Regions from separate parts of the Oryctolagus cuniculus genome. Here region 1 is linked to region 2. Evidence: chromatin contacts called from public Hi-C data. All regions are on one chromosome and are shown on one strand. The core of a region is the stretch at or near the end of the contact, and the rest is flanking DNA. Distances in the headings are between cores, read along the strand shown.

The links. A called contact is a pair of places that touch in the nucleus more often than the background predicts.
Region 1: a Hi-C map of an unstated tissue shows a contact between it and region 2, with 2.3 times the contacts expected there. The contact joins the promoter of NECTIN1 here to the enhancer-like site in region 2. A contact is called at or near these places in 3 of 6 Hi-C or Micro-C datasets (ear pinna, liver and an unstated tissue).

What each region holds. Positions count from the first base shown.
Region 1 is chr1:112,213,558-112,218,447 of mOryCun1.1, reverse strand. NECTIN1 (nectin cell adhesion molecule 1) reads left to right here and starts at 1,724. Exons shown (of 10, transcript XM_070047241.1): 1 at 1,724-2,641. The coding sequence starts at 2,563.
Region 2 is chr1:112,161,318-112,166,290 of mOryCun1.1, reverse strand. It overlaps NECTIN1 (nectin cell adhesion molecule 1), which reads left to right. Exons shown (of 10, transcript XM_070047241.1): 5 at 1-79. Among named protein-coding and RNA genes, the nearest start is that of NECTIN1, 53 kb to the left of the region's middle. Within about 2 kb of position 3,175, at least 2 of the 8 cell types and tissues checked have an H3K27ac peak or open chromatin away from gene starts, as enhancers often do.

The DNA.
Region 1 (4,890 bases), core at 475-2,974, 54 kb before region 2:
ACATAGTCCCATTGCAAGTCCAGGAGCACCTGTACTTTAAATGATCTCTAGATGACTTATAACACCTAATACAAAGTACATGTTCAGCAAATAGTTGTTACACTGCATTGCTTAGGAAATCACAAGAACAGGTCTGTAGGTGTTCGGTACAGGCTTTTTTTTTTTTTTTTTTTTTTTTTTTGCCACTGTCAATGCAAGGTTGCAGAACGCAGGGATACGGAGGCAGGTGGGACTTGGCTGCACCTTCTCTACCCTCCCCAGCCGCAGGCAGCCTTGTCTTGCACCCCATTGAAGAGCAGCCCATCAAAGAAGCCTTACCAAGGATGGACTGGTTGGGAACGGGTAGACCTGGTGCCCCTGGGATCACCCCTGACCCATCTGACCTAGCTCCTATGGCATGCCAAGTGGAGTCGGAGGCCACAGCCATGAATCCAGCTCAGCCCAGCCCGTGAAGCGCGTGGGAGGTTCCCGGCCACTGAGTTCCTAGGGCATTCTAAAGCCCTCCTGGTGGCTACCCAGCACCACTCAGAGCCACAGGCCCGCCTTTATTCAAGGCTCATGCCAAGGTCATCACCGAGCAGCCATGGCCCCACTCACCAGCTTCCTGCCTGTCTTTATGCTGGCCCTGCGGAGCTGAGTGAGTGGGCCAGTCTCCTGACCGCCTCCCCATGTCTCCGACTCCTGGCTCAGCCCCAGCCCTGCCTCAACAGGGCACTCCCCTGGGACCCACCAAACCCATGCCAGAGCAGGTTTGGCGTTTGTTCTGCCGCTTCTATGTCTGCATTCACTGCTCTCCCCGTCTACACCGAGTGTCTCTCTGGCAATGACCATGGCTCAGTCTCCCCAAGCCTGGCAGGGCGCTTTGGTGCAAAGAAAACACAGGCTACCTTTATGGCATGTCAACCTTTATGGCACCATTCACTTGAGGGCAGAATCTGACTACTTCAGGGAGAAACCAAGACACTCGGGGGCCAGGCACCAAGCAGCGGGGATGCCAGGCTGTCTCTGCCCCTCCTCCTCCCGCTCTCTACTCTCAGGATCTAGAATTCACATTTTATGGGAAACAGGCCACTGTCCCCTGCTCCTGCGCGGGGGAGGGCTGGGCGCGGGCAAAGGGCACCTTGTCTGACCAGGTCCTGGGGTCCTGGGGTGGGGGCGGTGCTCGGCGCTCTTTAGGGACAAACCCTGTCAGTGGTGTTGGACAGTGACCGCGACGGGGCGGAGGGTCCCTGCCCTGGGGGGGGGGGGACCCCGCCACTCGTCCAAAGCAGAGGTTCGGGCCCAGGGCACAGCCCCGTCTCCTGCTCTGTTAGGAGAAGGGAGGGGGCGCTTCAGGCTTTGGAAAAGCAACCCCACTGGAAACCTCGGTGGCGCCACCTCGCCCGCTAATGCCCACCGCCTTCTTCCGGCTGCCTCTCCAGCGAGGAATGAGCCCTGGCTCCCGGGTTCTAGTCTCAGCCCCGCCCGGGCCCGGTCTCGGGCCTTCGTCTCCTCATCTGTCAGCTGGGGCCAGGGCTGGAGTGAGGGCCTGCGGGAGCCCTTTCAGCTCGGACCGCGCCAGCTCCGGGGTTCTCCCCGCGGCTGCTCCGCGCCCGCCCCATCTTAACTCCACCCCCACCGGCGCCTTCGGCCCCGACGCCGGCCGCTAGGGGTCACTGCCTCCCTTTGTCAGCGACCGAGGAGCGCCGCCCGCCCTGAGGCCCGCTGCCCCTGTCAGAGGCGGCCGAGGGGGCATCTAGGGCGCGAGGGGGCCTGAGCGGGACCCCGCGGCCCTCGCTCCGCAGCGCCGGTGCCCCGGGCCGGGAGGCGCGCGCGCGCGCCCGGGCGCGCCTCGGAGCCGCGAGGGGGTTAACGCTAACCCCTCCCCCTCGGGCTGACATCACGGGCGAGCGGCTGAGAGGCTGGGGCTCGGCGAGTGAGGAGAGAAAGAGAGCGAGAGCGGCGAGCGCGGCTGCACTCGGCGCCCGAGCAGCTCCACAGCGTCGCGGGTCGCCGGCGCCCGGCACAGCGCAGGCAGCGAGGACCCGCACCCCGGCTCGCCCTCCTCGCGCCCGGACCGGCCGCCCGAGCCGCCGCGGCCGCTGGCCGCCGCCTGGGCCCCAGCCCCGCTCGCCGCCCGGGCTCGTCCCGCCACCCTCGGAGGACGGCCGGCCATGGACGCCTGCAGGCGGGAGCCGCGCGGGAGGCTGTGAGCGCGCGGGGGGCCGGGAGCCCGCGCCGCGCAGCCGGGCAGCCGGGCGCGCCGGGGGTGGGTCCCTCTCCCCAGCCCGGCTCTGCGTGGAAGAAGAGGGCGGGGACCGGCGCGGGGCGGAGAGCGGAGGAGGCGAAGGGGGCATGACTCGTGCAACTTGCGGCGGGCATCTGCCGAGCCTCTGAGCCGGCGGCGGCCCGGGGCCCGGATCGCGGCCGCGCCGATCGCACCCAGCGCACCCCGCCCCGGCCGACAGCCGCTGCTGACCTGGATCCTCGCAGCGCCCGCCGGCCGCCAGCGATCCGCCCTCGTCTTCCGGGCTGTTTTCTGGAGCGCGAGGGCCGCTCTCCCCGCCGGACCCCCGGCCCCCGATGGCTCGGATGGGGCTTGCGGGCGCCGCTGGACGCTGGTGGGGACTCGCTCTCGGCTTGACCGCGTTCTTCCTCCCAGGTAAGCGCGGTCGCCGCCGTCGCCCCCCACCCCATCCAGCGCCTCCGCGGCGCCGGCAGCGGATGGCGGGCACGGCCGGGGCGGGGGGCGGTGGGGGGATGTAGGGAGCGAAAGGAGCCGGGAAAGTTGGGTCGCGGCTCGGGTGAGGGGCTGGGAGGCGGCCCGGCAGGGAGAGGGGCCGGGGAGCCCCCGGAGCCTGCCCTGCAGGGGAGCAGTCGGATGCACGTCTCTGTGCAGCGAGAAAGCACTTTCCCCGCGCAGTTCTTCACAAAAATAATCATATGTAATCGCGTTCTATTTATTTAATAACCAGTTCTCAGCCCGGGAGGCAGTTTGGAAACACCGCATGTTACACAAATGCAAAATAAGCGCCCTAGTCGCCGTCCCCGGTCGGAGACCCAGCCCCGGCGGGGAGGCGCTCGGCTCCGAGCCGCGGGGCTGCGCGGTTGGAGGGGCGCGGGGGGCTTCGTTTCTCTCGCGGGCCCCTGGGTCGCTCGGGCCCCTCCCGCCGCGCGTCGCCCCAGCGCGGGCTCCTGCGGCAGAAGCGGCTTCGCGCTCACCTGCGGTTCCCTCTCCCGGCGGCGCAGGCCGGGGCCGCGGGCACCGCGCGGGACTGGGCTTTTCCGCGGAACTCCGCGCACGGTTCCGGGGCTCTTCCCCGGAGGAGGCGCCTCGGCTGCGTGCGGGCCAGGTGGCCGCATGACCCACTTTCCCCAGGGGCCCCGAGGGTGCCCCGCGCGTCCTTCCTCGAGGTGCGGGCCGCCGGCAGCCGAGGAGTTAACCCGGCGCCGGACCCTGGGGTGGCCCCGGTGGCCCTTTCTGACGGGTGGGGTGGGGGCGGAGGCTAGGACCGGCCCAGGCACATTGTGCTGGGGAATGAACTGGAAAATGCGTTTAGGAGGCAAATCCGACCGAGTCCTCTCGCCTGGGTTTAACCCTTTGTGTCCCCGGGGAAGCCGCGAGCTCCCGGCAGTGGCTGGGGGCACTGAAGGGGGTGTGTGTGTGTTCTTCCCTAATCCTCAGGGAAGAAACCAGAGAGGACATCCTGCCCTAGCAAGATGAGTGTCGTGTTTTGGGGGTGGGGGCTTGACTGCAGCACGTGGTACTCGCCTTGGGGTGACAAAATCGGGGTGGGAGTTGAGCCACCAGCGCCCGCCCGGGGTGCCGCAGACTCTTGTGTAGTTAGTGGAGAGGGGCCGGCCTGGCTGCCCTTCTGAGGGCTTGGGGACACTTCTGTGCCCCTTCTGCCCCTCAGCTCCCTGCGGGGACCCCGCAGATCTCTGCGTGTGATGGGCAGCAGGTACTGCCTGCGGGGGAGGGCGAGATTCCGGCCTCACAGGTGTCACTGCCACCTCACAGCGGCAGGGCAGCACTGCCCCCAGAAGGAGACTGGGCGAGAGGGAGGTTTCTGTCTGGCCGTGGACTGCCTGGACAGCTGGCCGGAGAGGCCGATGCTGGGGCTGTAGGGTCTGCCTGACCACCAGGGTGGGGGCTCCTGGGACTCTGTCTCCTGCATCCACAGAGAGAGCTTTTCAGCAGCTCTGATTGGTCTGGCGCGTTAGGGGTTAACCTAATCCCCGGTGGACAAAGGGCGGGAAGGTTTGGGGGAGGGGGACGAGCTCACCCTCCCCCCCTTCCTTTTGGGCTCTTCCTCCAGCTTTGTGTGACTCAGTGGTTAGCTCCCTGGTGGGGGGGGGGGGCCGGTGCCGGCTGCTGCAGGGTTCAGCCCTCGCACACCCCTGGGAAGCAGAGACAGGAGGTGACACCCGGCTCAAGGTGGATGCGCACCCCACCATCACCAGAGAGCCACACGAGGGGGTGGCAGTCGGAGAAGAGAACCATAGCCAAGCCAGGCACTTAATAAGCACTCTTCCATTGATCGCAACTGATGGATGGGTCGCATCCACGGCAGGCAAAGTTCCCCGACTCGCCAAGCTCCCCATCCAGTCCCTGTTCTCCTGGTGCCGACTCTTGGGGATGCTGTGACGGGAGATGGGGAGATACAGATGTGCCCAGTGCCACACCTGGGCCAGGTCCCAGAAGTTGTCATCACCTGCCTTCCTCCCAGCTGCCCACTCCTGCTTCTTCCTGGGGACACAGGGGTCTGGCGCCCTTTTTCGGATTCTCCTGGGCTGTGGTCGGGATGCAGGTCGGGGGCCGGGGCCAGTGTGTGTGATGGCCTCTGACTTGGAAGCACTCCCGATCCGCCTGCTGAAGCACACACAGAGAAGTGTGCAGACAACACAGAC
Region 2 (4,973 bases), core at 1,926-4,425:
AGCCTGGCCGGAACCTATGTCTGTGAGGCCACCAACCCCATCGGCACTCGCTCTGGCCAGGTGGAGGTCAATATCACAGGTAGGACACTACCTCCCCCTCCTGCCTCTCCCCACCCACGACTCCTCCACTACCCATATCCCCCACCTTTGGGTGACGTTATGGTGGGAAGCCAGCATCTCTACCCTCTCTCTTCCTCTCTGGTTTGCTCTTGCGCTTTGGCTGTTGGTCTTGCTTTCTTTTCTCTTTGCTACACTTAATGTTGTATGTAAGATGGTCAGGGTGGTACCCAGACAGAGAGGGGCAGATGTGCTACGGACAGCCGTGTTGGTTTGGGGAGGGGCGGCGGCCAGAGCCTGCTGGTGGTGCTGCTGGGAGGCTGGCGGGGTGGGGGCAGGTGTGCAGGTGCAGCTCGCCTCCTTCAAGCCCTGCATCCTGCGTGGGCTGCAGGATGAGGCTCACCCCAAGCAGGGAGACCAGAGAGAAGGTAAGGATGCAGCCTGGGGCCACAGTGCTTCCGTGCCCCGCAGCTGTGTCCCTCTCAGTGCAGATGGGGGTGCTGAACCGCCTGACCCCTCAGGACAAAAGGAGAGCAGGGGCCGGGGTGTTCTGGGAGGAAGTTTGCATGGGACATGGAAGGAGTATGGGCCTGATGGCTGCCCGCCTTGTCCCTGGAAAACCGGGACAACCCTTAGAGGGCCATTGTCAGAAGGGTACGTACGTAATACAGGCGAAGCACCCTAGCACAGGTCGGTTGGCCAGCAGTCGGCCAGCAGACGGCCAGTGCGCCACGATTGCCACTGTGACCTGCGTCATCAGCATTATTGTGAGCAGAGATGTTGGAACAGGCCAGTGGAGGGTGAAACTACCCACAGTGTCCCTGGGAGGCGTGCCTCTGACACTGCACCTGAGCCTGTAACAGGAAGAACCTCCTAGAACAGGAAGTGCCCTCCATCTGCTGCAGTGATGAACAGGAAGTAACATGCCCAGGATGTGACCTCAGGGACACCAGGAACTGGCTGGCTATTACTGGGCAAGCCCTTAGCTTGGAGCCTATGTCCCAGGACTGAGGGACCTCATCATGTTTGGGTACATTTAAGGCCCAGCTGCAGAAAAAGCAGCCCCGAGCTGTCCTGGGCCTTCTGTCACCCCTCTTGTCTAGGCAGAGCTGAGTCCCTTGCTGCCTCCTTCAGCTTCTTGCCCTTGGCGCTAGGAGTGGTTGGGCGTGTGGGGGGAGGGGTGTACAAGTATCAGGGTTGGAGCCTGGGGAAATCAAGGCAGCCCCTCCCTCTCGGGCTCAGGCTTCGGGGTTCCCACAGATTGGCAAGTAGAAGACAGGGGCCAGAACCACACTTCCGTCACCTGGAGTTTGAGCAAAGTGCAGTGGGAGCCTCACAGGTGCCTGAGCGCCCGCAGGGAGGCAGCCTCGTTCCAGGGGTAGCACAGACGCAGGCTGGGGGCGTCCACCACCTGCTGGCTCCTCCTGGCTCCGGGCCCCTGGGAAGTGTCTTTACTCCTCTGAGCCACAGCCTCCGAGTCTGCAGCCCACAAGTGCCTCTCCTTGAAGGCTTCTCGCAGTCTTGCAGGCCAGCGTCCCCCTCCCCCGCCCCCATGGAGGACCACTGACCGCCCCCACAGCCTCCCCTCCACCACTCAGGCTGTCTGCAGAAAGAAAACCAGGAGCAACCTGCCCTGCTCCCCAGCATGAGAGGGCCGACCAGAGGCCCTTCCAGGCCAGGCGGTGTGCCATGCCCAGCCAGAGGCAGGGCCAGGGCAGGAGGGGAGTGGTCTTTCTTCTCCCAAAGCCCCCCCAGCAGTGGCGGAGGAGGGGGTGGCAGGTGACTTCAAGTGCAGGGAGCAGGGAGGAGACACGGCTGTTGTGGCACCTTCCGTGGGATCTGTGGTCAGGCCCAGGTGGCAGCATGTGCCACCCTGCCCACAGCCATCATCACACTAGCAGTGTGGCCTGGAGGACAGATGGTCCGGGGCCACCCAGGGCTCCAGCTGGAAGAGGGACGCAACATGACTGCATTGGTGACAGCGCAGTTAAGCAGGAGCCAGGAAAGCATGACACACACTGAGTCCTTGACGGGCACAGGGGCTGTGTGGCTGGCCCTCCCCGGGGGAGGGTCTCTGGGGGCCGCCCCCGCTCCGGAGGACTCAGCAGGGGCCTGAGCCTTTTCAAGGCTGTCCGTGCTTCCAAGTCATTTCCTCGCAGCCGCTGACCTCTCTACCCTTCATCCCACGTCAGCCCGTGCCCACCCTGCCCTGGGCTCCCAGCCCTGCCGCTCTGCAGGGAATGCATGAGCGAGAGGGATAAGTGGAAATTTAATTTTTCATTCTGGCCATCCACTTGGGTAATAGCTTTGCCCTGGGCACATCTGGACAGGGAAATGAAGAGCAGCCGGGGTGGGGCAGGAGCAGCCAGCCCTTGGGGGCGCGCCATAGGGACAAGTGTGTGTGTGTATGTGTGTGTGTGTGTGTGCCGGGTTCCTGCAAAGACTCGTGGATAGCAGTGGTGGGGGTCAGGGCAGCCAGGCAGGGGGCTCGTTCCAGGGGTAGCACAGTGGGCAGGTATGGAAGGGGCTGGGCCATCTCTCTGTCGGCCATGGGGGGTCCAGCCAAGCACCTCTCCCTTCTCCCTCGGGAGGGAACCCCGAGGGAGGGGAAGGGACCCAGGCTGTGGTGCTTACAGACTATAGGAGACCAAATGAGGCAGCATCTACCCCTGGGGTGTCAGAAAGAGAGTGGCCAAGCCTCTGGCAGGAACCTAGCCTGTTGCCACTCCCACGGGCAGGGCAGGGAAGGAGACACTAGCGTTTCCACTGAGATCCAGGCCTATCCCAGGGGGGTGATGGCAGCAGTTTGCCTGTGGGACGGGGAGGTGTTCAGACCACAGGTGGTGGGCTTTCCAGGTGGGTGTCCACGCAGAAGGGCAGGGGGTGTGAGCCTGCGAGCGTGCATGCCCGGGCCTGAGTGTGGGTATGCACCTCCGTGTGCGTTCCCAGGAGCTGCTGTCTGCCTGCTTGCCGAGCGTGCACACAGGAGTCCTCAGGGCTGAGCCGGAGCCAGACGTGCCCTCCCGCAGGCTGACAAATGGCCGCGCGGCTAAGAGCGCGAGAGCGCAGCTGTGGCCCGGCCTCCGGGAGGACCCGTCCTCCTCCAGCTCACCCAGGCCCTGCCTGCTGGCCTGACAAGAGGCACAGCTGCTGCAGCTGCAGGGGACAGGAGCGCCACCCGCCCTGCGGCCGGCCGCACTGCGTGCTGGGAGGTGTAGTTCTCACACGGCTTCCCGCCCTGATCTTCCGGCCCGAGGAAGCGCCAGGCAAGGGCTTTGGAAGCCAGCCCGGTCCCTATTGTCTCTGACCCCAGACCTCCCAGAGCCTAGATCCAGGCTGTAAACCCTCACCCCTCATGCCACCTGAGAGCCATCCAGCCTCCTCATCCCCACCAGCCACCCAGGTCATTCAGGGCCCCAAAGGAATGCGGAGTCCCTGCAGCTCTACCACGCCAGCCAGGCTGAGACCCCAGAAGGGAGCCTTCAGGAAAGGGGTGTGGCCGCCCCCTCTCCGAGGGCGTGAGGGAGCCCTTAGGGCCCCCAGCTGCAGCTGCGCTGCTGGCACAGACAGGGGCTACTGGCTGACCCTGACAGCTGGAGACAGAGGGGAGGATGCTCCACTCCACACCACAGCCCCTGTGCCTGCGAGTGAGCTGGGTTCCTGCACCTGCTTCTTCGGCCTCCTGCTCAGCATCTCCATGCCAAAGTCTTCTGCTGCCCGAGTAGCCAAAAGATGCCCAGAGAAGAGTAACCCTCCTTGGGACTTGGGGGGTGGGGAATCACCAGAGGGCCTGAGGTGAAAGAAACCCAGTATAAGCCCCGCCCCAAGCCGCTGCTGTGCTCCTGTCCCGCACAGCAGTGCAGTGAGGTCCCCGGTTGCGTGTCTGCTGCACAACGGCCCTGCCTGGGGCAAGGCTCACCCCTGAAGCACAGCTGGCTACTGGAGAGTTTATTCTTCCATGGCCACACGCGGGGCAAGCTGGGTGCTTGGGATGCGTCGGTGCGCGGAGCAGCCCTCGTACCCGTCCTTGCAGGGCTTGCGTAGTCACGGCGAAGGGGAGGTGGAGAAAGCAACAGAGGCAACAGCATCCCAGGGACACAGGAGCTTGTGACGGTGCGAGTGTGGGAGCCAGGCCCTGAAGCAGGCGAGGGAGTGAGCCACAGGAACACCTCGGAGAAGAGGGCCGCCAGGGAGAGGTGACATCGGCAGTGGGGACCGAGTGCAGGGCCCGCAGAGCACTCTGGGCGTTCGCTGTGTGTGAACAGGAGCACTGCAGGGTTCCAAGCAGGGAAGGGTGCTGCTCCCTAATTCTGATTCACAAACTAGTCTGGGACCCCAGCCGCTCTCGTGAAACAATAAACCCCGCCCAGATGCCTGTGGGGGGTCACAGCAGGCCACCCAGGCAAGTAGGGTGCAGGAGAGTGGCATCTTCCTTTGGGTCCCTGCTGTTGGAAACAGTACGGAAGTAGCTACAGTGGGACTTACGTGGTGCACACCTGCCCCCCTCAGCAACGTGTCAGCCCAAGATCTGCGTGAGGCTGCCATCCCCCAACCCCTGGCCTCATGCCTACAGGAGAGAAGAACTCAAGCTGTTTGTTTGAAAACTGGCCGAAGGACCAGAGCCCATCGTGCTAAATCCTAATTTGCATTTAGTTGCCATTTAGACCGGCAAAATCAGTGTGTGATTAATGGAGTGGAATCAGCCATTGTTCAAACCAGAATGAGAGGTGCAGACCACTAGGACATGAAAATACAAGAGGAAAGGGCAGGAGACGCCTGCAACAGAAGCCAGCAGAACGCGGGCCTGGCGCGAGTGCCGTGAGCAAAGGTTTGCACCGAGAAACGGATTTGGGCAAGGAGCACAGCACAGAAGGCGTGCTGGCCAGACCCAAGGCGAAGCTGCCTGGCAGAAGCTT